Regions from separate parts of the Xenopus tropicalis genome. Here region 1 is linked to region 2. Evidence: chromatin contacts called from public Hi-C data. All regions are on one chromosome and are shown on one strand. Each heading gives the region's core, a stretch centred on a gene start, on an enhancer-like site or on the middle of the called end of the contact. The rest is flanking DNA. Distances are from core to core; before and after follow the strand shown.

What was found. Hi-C and Micro-C count contacts between places; a contact is called where the count stands out from the background.
Region 1: a contact with region 2 is called in a Hi-C map of neurula embryo, with 2.1 times the contacts expected there. The contact joins the enhancer-like site here to the promoter of acot7 in region 2. A contact is called at or near these places in 5 of 5 Hi-C or Micro-C datasets (brain, gastrula embryo, liver and 2 more).

The regions. Positions count from the first base shown.
Region 1 is chr7:99,067,814-99,074,853 of UCB_Xtro_10.0, forward strand. No RefSeq gene overlaps it. Among named protein-coding and RNA genes, the nearest start is that of espn, 21 kb to the right of the region's middle. Within about 2 kb of position 3,903, at least 2 of the 11 cell types and tissues checked have an H3K27ac peak or open chromatin away from gene starts, as enhancers often do. A contact at or near this core is called in neurula embryo, where this site is marked.
Region 2 is chr7:98,991,595-98,998,705 of UCB_Xtro_10.0, forward strand. acot7 (acyl-CoA thioesterase 7) reads right to left here and starts at 4,598. Exons shown (of 11, transcript NM_001078900.1): 1 at 4,500-4,598.

The DNA.
Region 1 (7,040 bases), core at 2,653-5,152, 76 kb after region 2:
CATTTATTTCTAAGTGGCAAGCCACACAGATTATTGAATTTAGGTCAGATTGACCTATAAAACATATTAAACATATTTAAACATTGCTCTTGCAAAGTAGTTTAGGGAAAATATTTTAAAAGAAATTAAAAGATTTAGGGACAGGTGTCTGTAAGTGATAGACACTTGTAAGAAACAGATCCCTGGAGGAGACAAGAAAAATACCCCTATAAGGGATAGGCTTAACTGTGCTCAGACCCATGTAAAAAAACATTTACAATTATGAAAAGGTTATTTTAATTTCTTTTGGCTCTAGATTATATCAATTATGCATTAAACATTAATTACACACATTAGGATTGGTTGTTACTTACGTTCCATACTGAAAAGGTAGCATCTAAGGGGATGGATCCAGTAGCAGTGCATGATTATACAGCCTCTCAGTTGGGCTAAATTTAACTTATCTTAAAAACGGTTAACATCTCTGCTATATATAACCTCAAGGACCATCTTATGTCCCTAAGCCTGGCATGGTGGTGTTTTATTTAATATGAGTTCAATGAATTTGGCTTTTGCTTAATATACCCTTTGAATAATAATAATAATAATAATATTTCTCTGTTTGTTACTTGTTAGATAATTAGATTATCAGAACACAGATAATCCCCCTGCATAATGGGCTCCTGCTAACCAAACAGTCACAGGGTAATTGAAAGGGCTTTTACACTGGTAATCTAATTATCTACCTCACAAGGGCCAAACATAAAGCAACTTCAATTTCCCTGTTTGTCCCCTTTAGCTAAAGAAATAACAAAACCCACAAATTTCTTGTGATAACACAGTAGGCAAAAAAGTATGTTCAGCACAAACCCTAATCATTGAACTCATGTCGAAATTGGGGTTTGTTTGTTTTTTTTGTCCCTGGTCCTTTTTCATATCCATTCAGTAACATTATGTTCCCTCTCTGTTAGCACTTTGGGGGTAAATGAAAAAATGGCTTAACTTTACTACTTGTATATTACCCGATGGCTACCAATTAGAATGTTGCATTTTCTGGTCAGCTGTTTGAAAACAAAGATCTAATTGTTGCTATAGGTTACTAGATGTGGACTAATAAAATCCTTTATATAACATTATTCCCTTAGTGTTAAATTAATTCCATTCCAGTAGCTACTGCCGTTTTTTACAGCCCTCTGGTTTTAATTCTCCAGCCTTTTGTATCGGTCCCAGCAAGACACAATGTTACAACTTCATTTTCTGTAGTCCCTAAACTTTATCAGCCCCCATCAGTAACCATCCAGCGAAATAGTTCAACTATAAAGCCTACTAGGATTCATATTTGGAGCACCCTATCATCCCCTCGCAAAATTAACCCATATAGACCCAAAAGTTTAACTGTTGCAGTCCAGAACTCCCAACATAACAGCTAACTGCATAAATAAATATCTATGTGCGTAAGATTGACTGATGTTGTACTACACATTTCCTTAGGCGGTTTGCCGGCTCCTTGTAGCTCCTTTGTAAATACACTTACAAAAAGGCGGCGCAGAGTATAAGTTGAAGATTTTACTCCTAGAATAGTAGGGTGGTGTACTGTACACAGATAATATTATTACTTCGAATCTGCTCCCCAACACCCAGCACTACAGAAAGAACACAGTTTACATTGCCAATACGGTCAAAGCAATATTCTCCCTTGTACCTTAGATACTGATCTGGCGCAGTGGATGCAGAGCATCAGCAAGGACATTGGTAAATGACACCTGACTGCAACAAAATGCTATTCTAACAGAGAGAACTGATTTTGATACACAGAATGGTGTCACAGTCCCACCCAGTTAAATAATTAGGTAAATTTGTATTTTAATTGTGCTCATATCAGGTCCATATGGAATAATGCATCCCAACTATCAACACAACTCTCCAAAGGATGGGTCAATGAAAACACTTTATATATGGCTCTTTTTAACTGTAAAACGGACAGTGTTTTTTTAAAAAAAAAAACTTTTAAACAAAGCACACACGTTTTAAGAAGATGTATGAAAGTCCTACAGATCCAGCAATCCTTACACTGAACATCAATTTCGGGATTACCGAATCTTTTCTATTATATGCGCATGCGCACAATGTATTTTAGGCAGTAGCCTCTATCCTCTCAACTCAAAAGCCGCTAGATCTGCTGTGCCCATTGTTACTGTTTCTCTCCAGCAGTTACCAAACGTTATAAAAGTGGAATACTTGGAGTTGCACTCCAGCCACAGCAGGGGGCCCTTCACATGACTGCTTATTATCAGGGCAGTTATTGTAGAAACCGTTATGCCGGCAGCCCTTTCCCACACTGAGGCCCTTGGGATCCCTATGATGGGAATAATTCAGTACTGGGCACAAGAGCTGCACGCGTCAGGGAACAAAGCAGGGAGCAGATGGGGGCAATTTTACACAATAAGATCTCCCATCCCAGTTATACTAATTGGTAGCCGCTTCTTTTTATCTCATAACGACTCATTGTACTGCATTCATTCATTTCTCCGTTCATGTCTCTATGCATCAGAGGATATTCTAGACCTCTAGGGTGAAGACACACTGAGCTACTAGTAGCAGCTACTTTTTCATGGCTACTAAATTCCAGAAAATCCCCTGCCATAGACAATACTGAGAATTGCCTCTGCTTAAACACAGGTTGAGACCCTAATCAGTAAATGATCAGCATTGTCTATTTTAGTAGCCACTACAAGTAGCTCCTACTAGTAGCTCTGTGTGTCTTCAGCTCCTTTCCCTTTATCTTATCTCTTTTACATAGACAATTCCCAGTGCATAATCTCTGACTAGTCGTTTGTATTCTATATCTTAAAGGAACAGTAACACCAAAAAATGAAAGTGTATAAAAGTAACTAAAATATAATGTGCTGCTGCCCTGCACTGGTAAAAGTTGTGTGTTTACTTCAGAAAGTCTACTATAATTTATATAAATAAGCTGCTATGTAGCCATGGAGGCAGCCATTCAAAGGAGAAAAGGCACAGGCACATAGCAGATAACAGATAAAACACTATTGTATTCTACAGAACTTATCTGTTATCTGCTATGTAACCTGTGCTTTTTCTCCTTTTTTCCAGCTTGAATGGCTGCCCCCGTGGCTACACAGCAGCTTATTATATAAATTATAGTAGTGTTACTGTAGCAAACACACCAGTTTTACCAGTGCAGGGCAACAGTGCATTATATTTTTATTACTTTAAAGCTCTTTCATTTTTTGGTGTTACTGTTCCTTTAATAGCCTATTTGTAAATGGCGTCCTTTCTACTCTCCACTGTTATTTTATACTTAACAGCCTCCCGTTCCCTATTCTATTTCTATTAACCTTTAGTAGATGGACGTCAAAATAGTTGCTGTCTTTTTGTCTTTTTGTCTTACAGTATTGAAATGTATCAACGTCTCACCATGGAGTCTGCGCTGTTCCCTTGTTGGTGCTGAAATCCTACCTGCCTGTGCTTCTTTAATTGTTGTCCCGGTAGCCCCAACAGTGTTCACACTGATACTATTTATCTTTACACAATTGATCCAAGTAAATTATCATTATTTATTTTCCCTGCCCTCAGGTCAGAATCAGCCCAATGGGGAATCAGCCACCCGTCCCCAGTCACAGAAAGGTGGTTCTTTGAGTTGAAATACAAAAAGATGCAACTAATCTGTATTTATTACTATTATTATTTTTGTTTTTAATATGAAAATAAACGTCCTGGCAAACGACTCCCCCTCCTGTGGGCTTCGGTTGCTACACAGTATAAAATCACAACCCCTTCAGTATTTCACGTATTGGTTTTCCTCCCCCTCCCGATCCTGCCTGTGTGGGTGGTCCCCAGTCTCTAAGCTTTTCCTTGGATCGCACCAAGTTCATGGAGGGGGGGGGGGGCGGAAGTGCCGGACTGTGAGGGCTCCGGGCATGAGAGCTGCACGCGTCAGGGGCAGTGACACAGAAGCAGATGGGCCAACTATTTACTAACGTTCCTTTCTTTATCTTCCCATAATGAACTGAAAGTCATTGACAGGAATCGCCTGAGTCTCATTAATCTCTCACTGACTCGTTATAGAGCAGGCAGCTGCCAGGAAGTGTGAGCTCTACACATGCATTCTTATATACCTTCCATACCTCTATACAGCAACATTCTAACTGATCCAAAGGAAGGAGGGCTGACATACATGGGAAATGCACTTCAAACATCGATGTGGAGTTTCAGATTTAATAGAGACAGCAAGTGAGAAGTGCCAATACAAGTCACATTGGGGTGAAGACACACAGAGCTACTAGTAGCAGCTACTTAGCCCTGGAAAATCCCCTGCCATAGACAATACTGAGGATTGCCTCTGCTAAAACACAGGTAGAGACAATTATCAGTAAAAGATCAGCAGTCTTTTAGGGCTCTGGCACACGGGGAGATTAGTCGCCCTGCGACAAAACTCCCTGTTTGCGGGCGACTAATCTCACCGAGTTGCCATCACCTGCCATCCCACCGGTGGGATGGCACACGCGGCGGCACGATTTCGGGAAATCGCCAAAGTTGCCTCGCAAGGCTTTTTCTGCGATTTCCCGAATTTGCGCCGCCGCATGTGCCATCCCACCGCCGACAATGATGGCAACTCGGGAAGATTAGTCGCCCGCGAACAGGGAGTTTTGTCGCGGGCGACTAATCTCCCCGTGTGCCAGAGCCCTTATAGTAGCCATGACAAGTAGCTGCTACTAGTATCTCTGTGTGTCTTCACCCTTACAGCAGGTACTTGCCACAAGGAATGGGCAAACTTTTTGCCCTGTACAGTTTCCTGGCAAAACCTGCAGTGAAAATAGTTGCAAATCCATGCTAGAATTTTGCTATGCATTTTGTTTTACTAGAAAAAAACATAGTATTTTGCCATGAGAAAAAAACCACAGAGAAACTCTGACTCATTATTGTGCTTCCCTTGTCTTTATCAATTAATTGAATGTGAGACCTTCCCACCCTCCCCCATATATTTAATGAGCTGTCCCGGGGATAAGGTTGCCACCTCGCCCCTTTACCAGCCACAGAATGGATCCACATCCTGCATGGCCAGTTAGCAATTAATTAGATTGATTCTGCGTTCACTGCTAATAAGCCATGCAGGATGTAAATTCAATATGTGGCTGGTATTAAAGGGGTGAGGCGGCAACCCTACCCTGTGCTTGTTTGTGTAACAAGGTAGGGCTGGGGAATGTTCTAATCCCATTGGTTGATTAAAGGCAAGGAGTGAATAATAATGACACATGTATTTTTTTCTGGTGAAACAGACAGTGTTTTTTTTCTGTGGCAAACCAGTTGTTGGTGAGACTGCAAATTTTGCCCCCAAACTGTTACTGGATGTTAGAGTTTGCTCATTGCTAATGGTGATGCCAAGGTTATAATAGATCTGATTAATACAATTATGTTGAAGCAAAGGCATGACATTAATGTCATAGACCAGTGCTGTCCAACTTCTGTGGTGCCGAGGGCTGGAATTTCTCTTGCATACATGGTGGAGGGCCGCTAATGGAAGCCAGTTTTGACCACTCCCCTTTTTTAAACCACACTCACTTCAAACCACACCTATTTTATCACAATGGTGGTAGTTCAGCAAAAAACCAAATGCTTGGTCCTTACTGTGGGGATATCAACCATCATTCATATGTGAAATAATTATATTATGTCATATTAAGATATACCCTTAAATCCATATGCCTCCTCCTCCCCTGTGGATAGCACAGCAACCCCCAGCACATAATTACACACCTTAGGGACCACTTAACGGCTATTTCCAAATGCTAACAAACTCCCAGAACAAACCCCTGCCATGTTCACCTCCCACAGGCAGCATAGGGCAGGCAGAGTATGGCACACACAGGCAGCACTCTGCCTGCCCTACCCTGCCTGTGTGTGCCATACTCTGCCTGCCCTATGCTGCCTGTGTGTGCCATACTCTAAATGCCCTGTGCTGCCTGTGTGTGCCATACTCTGCCTGCCCTACCCTGCCTGTGTGTGCCGTGCCCTATGCTGCCTGTGTGTGCCATACCCTCCCTGCCCTATGCTGCCTATGTGTCATATTCTGCCTACCCTATGTTCCCTGTGTGTGCCATACACACAGGCAGCATAGTCCAGGCAGTACCTACAATGTCTGAGGTTTGAACAATGGGGGTGATTACAGCCTGAGCCTGAGGTGTGAACACTGCAGGGGTTGATCAATGCAAGGATTAAAAGGTGTGAACAACACAGGAAAATACATTTTTAAACAATACAGAGGGATTACAGGACCATGGGTCCAATAAATTGTGACTGTCTATGGCATTTAACAGTAGCCCCTCTGGCATTTGCCAGAATCCACAGATTGGCAGTCCAAGCCTGAAGGTAAGTGTCCAAACAAGGGCATAACATACTATGCACAGGGCTGCTATCCATGAATAGTGGTACTGCAGGGGAGGGGCAGTAAGAGTATGGAAAAATTACCTTGCAACTAATGAAGGGGGGGGGGGACCTAGGTGTGTAGGTGGCCCAGTTTGGCCATGTCTGATGTCCAGTTTCAGTATATATTTGCATTGGCAATGGTAGAAATCAGGGGAGCTGCTACCATAAGGCAAGGTGAGAAGAAAAAGCCTCTCCTGTAACTTTAAAAGCTATAATTGTATTTATTAAACTGAAATTTCAGGTATTGTAGTAGAGAGTGTAATTGCTAGCAATGCATCTCCTCATGACTCGCTATGCTGAATTTCTGAACATGGTGGGGTGGTCCCAAAAATGTCCCTGGTGAAAATTATTCTTTTCAAACCAGCTAAATCACATGGAAATGTTTCCTTCTGCATTTTTAAATGACTCGGCAGGTTTGGATAATCAGATTCCTGCCATTGTCAATATAAAGATATTAGCGGGTATTCTGTGTTCAATAATTTTCCGTGGGTAACATTACTCTTTATTGTTATATTAACATGCTTTAATGCTTCCCTCCACATTTTGTGCAGTTACTTGATGCAGAAATTTGGTGCCCACATAGAGCTCAATTTCCAATGGGCAGCAAAATTGCC
Region 2 (7,111 bases), core at 3,348-5,847:
GGGCCTATTATCCAGAATGCTTGGGACCTTAGGTTTTCTTCAAACCTTTCCTTGGCCTTAGGGTAACAGGTCCACTCTGTAACCCAAATTTTGCACTATATAGTTTAAGCAAGGAAGTTATATGTTGGTACACAGGTTCTTTGTTGAATGCAGCCATTTGGGATGAATCTGGGATGGCTAGTGATATCACATGCATATTTTTTTTTTTACTTCTTCACAAGTAAATACATAAATAAAGGTCTTTAATATTCTGAGAAAATGGGGTTACCACTGGGTAAAATGTTATGCCGAGTTTATTTTCTCTAAATGCATAATGCACTGAATTCAGAAATACTGTGTATTTAAATGTTATTTCTGCCATATTTTAGGCTTTCCATTAATGTAGCTCATTAAGTATGTGGAATCATCTCAATATTTATTTCCTAGGGTGAAAGGGAAAAAAACCTCTCCAGTGTTCTTCTATTATAATTAACGGGCATAGCCCAAAGCCAACAGTAGCTGCATTAGGTGAAATCCACGCAAGAGGACAGAGTTGTTGATTTACAGAACACATGATATTGGGTGTGCTGTCCCAAAATACAGCACTGTTTTTGTATAGCTCCCTAGTTGTGCAAAACAGCCACCTGGCTAAATTTGATCTACAGAAAGCAAATATATAAAATTTTAGATATTTTTCCCTTTGTAATAACCAAACACAAAGAACAGCTTCAAAGCTATATTTAAAAGCATGTCGCAAATTTGATAAACACTATAAGATCACTTTTTACTGGAAAAACCACCATTTACTTGTACTGGATCTTTCATAGTTTAATTAATAGAATAAATCCATATTTATTTCCAGCCTACCACTGCAAATAGAAAGGATGCTCTAACTTTTTTTTTAATAATCCCTAAAATGTAGGTTTAAAAAGAACTTAATAGTTCTGTGTGTCATGTATTTTTTATAAGTGCTCCCATTTCAAGGGAATCTTGTAACCTTAACCTTAATTGACTGATAAGCATTAAGAGGTTTTAATGTAATGTGGAGTTTACAAAATTTTAAGTTTAGAAAAACTGTTACATTGAGTATAAACTATTGTTCAGGGGTCCTCAAACTATGACCCGAGGGCCGGGTATGGCCCCCCCCCCAAGGTCATTTACCCAGCCCGCTCCCCGTTGCATCCTCACCTTTGGCTACTACCTGTCTGCCACAGCATAGCAAAACAAATTGATACATTTAAACTTGCCCCCAATTTACACTTTAAAAAAAGTTTTTCTGCAGACTAACATTAGCAGAGATATACCAGCAGGGACAGCGGATTTGGATTGGTTTGACCAACCTATGGAATTCTAGTGCAGTGATCCCCAACCAGTGGTTTGTGAGCAACATGTTGCTGACCAACCCCTTGGATGTTGCTCCCAGTGGCCTCAAAGCAGGTGCTTATTTTTTGAATTTCTGGCTTGGAGGCAAGTGTTGATTGCATAAAACCCAGTGTAAAGCCAAACAGAGCTTTCTATAGTCTGCTGGACCACACAGGGGCTACCAAATTGCCAATTATAGCTCTTATTGGCACCCCCAGGAACTTTTTCCATGATTGTGTTGCTCCCCAACACTTTTTTTCATTTGAATGTGGCTCAAGGGTATAAAAGGTTGGGGATCACTGTTCCAGTGTATATACTTAACTTAACTAGCATGTAATCACATTTCCATTTTGATTTACCTCAAGGGCCTCTACGATATTAGGAACCAACCTATTGCACCCTAAAACAAGCCCTGCATCAGAAACCCACTCGGCTTTATGGGGCCCTTGACAAGTAGGACAATGGTTTCCCAATGCAGCAGAACTAAGTGTTGTTGTTGAGGACCCCAAGATTATAATGCCCAACCAACATTGCACCATTACCATATCCCCCAAAGGGCAGTGCATGCCTTGCAGCAGAACATGTACCATATCCCACAAAGGGCAGTGAATGCCTTGCAGTTGCAGCAGAACATGTACCATATCCCCCAAAGGGCAAAGCATGCATTCCAGCATAACATGTACCATATCCCCCAAAGGGCAGTGCATGCATTGCAGTAGAACATGTACCATATCCCACAAAGGGCAGTGCATGCATTGCAGCAGAACATGTACCATATTCCACAAAGGGCAGTGCATGCATTGCAGCAGTACTTGTACCATATCCCCCAAAGCTTGAAAAAGGGGTCACTTTGCCCCGAAACGTTGCACTACCGCAATAAAGTTTGAACTTAAGGGCTTGTCCCTATTACAGCTCTGAGTGCCATTGCATTTGTGGTTACTTTGGATTTTTGGAGGGTGCCGATCCCCCCAGCAGTGTGCACCGGGCTCATAATCTAAGTTGGAGAGCTAAGGGTGTGCGAGGAAGGTCTCTGGTTCCCCTATCCTCCAAAGGGCAGTACATGTATTGCAGCAGTACATGTACCATATCCCACAAAGGGCAGTGCATGCATTGCAGCAGTACATGTACCATATCCCACAAAGGGCAGTGCATGCCTTGCAGCAGAACATGTACCATATCCCCCAAAGGGCAGTGCATGCATTGCAGCAGTACATGTACCATATCCTCCAAAGGGCAGTGCATGCATTGCAGCAGTACATGTACCATATCCCACAAAGGGCAGTGAATGCCTTGCAGCAGAACATGTAACGTATCCCAGAAAAGGCAGTGCATGCATTGCAGCAGTACATGTACCATATCCCCCAAAGGGCAGTGCATGCCTTGCAGCAGAACATGTACCATATCCCACAAAGGGCAGTGCATGCATTGCAGCAGAACATGTACCATATCCCACAAAGGGCAGTGCATGCATTGCAGCAGAACATGTACCATATCCCACAAAGGGCAATGCATGCCTTGCAGCAGAACATGTACCATATCCCACAAAAGGCAGTGCATGCCTTGCAGCAGTACATGTACCATATACCACAAGGGCAATGCATGCCTTGCAGCAGAACATGTACCATATCCCACAAAAGGCAGTGCATGCATTGCAGCAGTACATGTACCATATCCCACAAAGGGCAGTGCATGCCTTGCAGCAGAACATGTACCATATCCCATAAAGGGCAGTGCATGCATTGCAGTAGAACATGTACGATATCCCCCAAAGGGCAGTGCATGCCTTGCAGCAGAACATGTACCATATCCCACAAAGGGCAGTGCATGCATTGCAGCAGTACATGTACCATATCCCCCAAAGGGCAGTGCATGCCTTGCAGTAGAACATGTACGATATCCCCCAAAGGGAAGTGCATGCCTTGCAGCAGAACATGTACCATATCCCACAAAGGGCAGTGCATGCATTGCAGCAGTACATGTACCATATCCCCCAAAGGGCAGTGCATGCCTTGCAGTAGAACATGTACCATATCACACAAAAGGCAGTGCATGCCTTGCAGTAGAACATGTACCATATCCCACAAAAGGCAGTGCATGCCTTGCAGCAGTACATGTACCATATCCCCCAATGGGCAGTGCATGCATTGCAGCAGTACATGTACCATATCCCCCAATGGGCAGTGCATGCATTGCAGCAGTACATGTACCATATCCCCCAAAGGGCAGTGCATGCATTGCAGTAGAACATGTACGATATCCCCCAAAGGGCAGTGCATGCCTTGCAGCAGAACATGTACCATATCCCACAAAGGGCAGTGCATGCATTGCAGCAGTACATGTACCATATCCCCCAAAGGGCAGTGCATGCCTTGCAGTAGAACATGTACGATATCCCCCAAAGGGAAGTGCATGCCTTGCAGCAGAACATGTACCATATCCCACAAAGGGCAGTGCATGCATTGCAGCAGTACATGTACCATATCCCCCAAAGGGCAGTGCATGCCTTGCAGTAGAACATGTACCATATCCCACAAAAGGCAGTGCATGCCTTGCAGTAGAACATGTACCATATCCCACAAAAGGCAGTGCATGCCTTGCAGCAGTACATGTACCATATCCCCCAATGGGCAGTGCATGCATTGCAGCAGTACATGTACCATATCCCCCAATGGGCAGTGCATGCATTGCAGCAGTACATGTACCATATCCCCCAAAGGGCAGTGCATGCATTGCAGCAGTACATGTACCATATCCCCCAAAGGGCAGTGCATGCATTGCAGCAGTACATGCACCATATCCCCCAAAGGGCAACACAAGCACTTCCGCAATGAAGCAAAGGTGGGTACGGTGTATATTCCCCGCCCACTCCCAGAGCAGTAACCTCCCACCTGCAGGTAGGAACTAGGGTTCCCCCAGCCCCAGCTGCGCAGGGCTTTACTCGCTACAGACACAGGGCTGGTATAGCGCTACATAGGTACATGGCAGCCTGCTGTTAGGGAGCCGGCACAGGGAGGGGTCCCGGCCAGACAGCCCGGCACATAATACACGTGTGCGGTGACACAGCAGGGACTGGCGGCCTGGCCCCTAACCGCGGCCCGCCTAGTGCCATGTACACCCGGGAGCGGGCAGTGGGATAGGTGCCGCTGGGGGAGGCTTACCTGCTGATCTGGATGGCTGAGGATGAGGAGATCTTGGGGAGAGACATGTCCGAGGAGGTTCGGCGGCTGCAGTGAGGAGAAGCGAGGCGGCCGGGCTGCTGTAGGATGGATGCTCTGACTGAGAGGGGAGGGGAATAAGGAGGGGACAGAATGGCTTTGGCTCACTCAGTCCTTTGGCAAAGAGCGCCAAACTCAAACACTGGCTGCGGGTATCTAACAACATGACCAATGTCACTCTCCGATATTTAGTACGTTCCGATTATTATATGCCGCCTGGGCCCAATAATCTAATATTACTCTTCAGTTAGGCACATGTATTCTCATTGTTATAATCTAATATTACTCTTCGGTAAGCACATGTATTCTCATTATTATAATCTAATGTTACTCTTCAGTAAGCACATGTATTCTCATTGTAGTTGGTCCCAGATAATACATCGTATTTGTGATGGAGGCCTGAATGGCAATAATGATAAGGATCCTACCTTTTGCATGAAATTATATAAATTATCCTCTTGGTTCATTCAGTCCCCTGTCTGATGCAGATGAGAAAAAGCAAATGTAAAAACCCACTTTTTAAAATGATTCCCCATCCCAGTTCTACCTATTACTTAACTGTCACTACTATAGCTGCCAGGAGTCTAACTATAGAGAAGTCAGATTTTATTAATCATTTAAAATTCATATTTGTCACATATCACAAATTAATTTCCAATTCATATATGTACACCTAATTGCAATAAATAAACAATCTCAGGCCAGCTTGTTCTAGAGCAGTGATCCCCAACCAGTGGCTTGTGGGCAACATGTTGCTCCCAGGGGCCTCAAAGTAGGTGCCAATTTTTACATTTCTGCCCTGGGGGCATATTTTGGAAGAACAGAGACATATTTTTACTCCAATCAGATAATCCTGCAGGCTGACAAATAGCCAATCACAGTTCTAAAGGTGGCCATACACGGGCCGACTATAGCTGCCGGTATCGGTCCCTTGGACCGATTCGGCAGCTAATCGGCCCGTGTATGGGGAGAGCAGAGCGGCCTGGCCGACCGATATCTGGCCTGAAATTGGCCAGATTCTCGATCGGCCAGGTTAGAAAATCTGGTCGGATCTGATGCGGTCCCCGATCCGACTGCCCCATTGCCGCCCACATAATCCGATCGTTTGGCCCCAGGGCCAAACGATCGGATTATTATTTTTTTTACCTAAATGGTCCCCGATATCGCCCACCCGTAGGTGGGGATATCGGGGGAAGATCCGCTCGCTTGGCGACATCGCCAAGCGAGCAGATCTGCTCGTGTATGGCCACCTTTATTTGGCATCCCCCAAAAAATGTTTTCATGCTTGTGTGGCTCACCAACACTTTTTACATCTGAGTGTGGATCACAAGTGAAAAAGTTGTTTTCATTGATCACGCCATACACCTTGTTAACCTTTGGAAGATTTCTTGAATATATTGGGTTATTGCTGCCATGCACTTGCATCACTTAATTCACTGTTCTATCCTGGATGCTTAAGAGTTCCTTCTATATTGCCAGCTTAGTCTTCCACTTCAAATAAATGGATACATTCATAGCCCTCTCTGCTTTTTTGGCAAAAGCTTTGTTCTGGGAAAAGCAAATACTAAAAAATGTGATCCTCGCAGCATATCTCTGACATTAGTACACATCTGCAATAAGCTGCATGAACTCAGGGCGTCCCCTGACCATGAGGAGACCATAATGCTGTGTATCTGACTGCAGGCCTGAATCTACCAAAGGGACAATTAAATCAATATGATTAATCATGGTGTGATGTAGTAGGTTGCAGCTAGCTATATATCGATCGTAAGCCATCACAGCTAGGAGAAAACATTCTGTGCAGGCAAAAACCATAAAAGACAAAAGCAAAATGCAGTGGAGCCAAGCACAACAATCTGGGAGTTAAAGGACACTTTTAAGGAATACTGTCTGTTTGTGCAAGGACTGTCAGTCTGAGTAACTGCACTAGTGAACATAAGCCTTAGCATTTATAAATTTATATATATTTCTTTCCGCTAGCTATACATTGCACTGCAGTGGAATTCTGCTGCAGCATGCATTTGTGTCAAAACTAATAATTCTTGCCCTGCCTATAGTCAGCATTAAACGGTTCTACTGTAGGATTATAGAAAGCTTGATAAACAGCAGGAATAAATGGAAAAAAATCACAAAGCAACAGATTTATAGATGCAGCGCTGATATAAAAGGACTGATTTAGAGAGAGACTTGGTGCTATGTAGAGCTCTGTTGAAACCAGGCTTGCAATAGGCTGGTTTCAGTTGAGTCACAAATACACATATCCAAGTGCTGCTAATGTGATTCAGCCTCAATGCACTGCCCTAAATATTGTAAATTAGATTTTTAGTCACTGACATATAAAGATATAAGAAGTAATTTATTACCCTGCTTAGTGCAAGATCACTAAGGGCACAAGAGCAGAACCCTAAGTGCCCATTTTGGAAACACTTGCATTCTCCTGCATTCTGTGCTAATATGCAGACTGTGCCTTCTGCTACTTTGTACCCTGTGCCTCTGAGTAAAAACTCTGGCTGAGGGAGCAGAGATGCTCAACCATCGTGCATTGCATCTCTGTC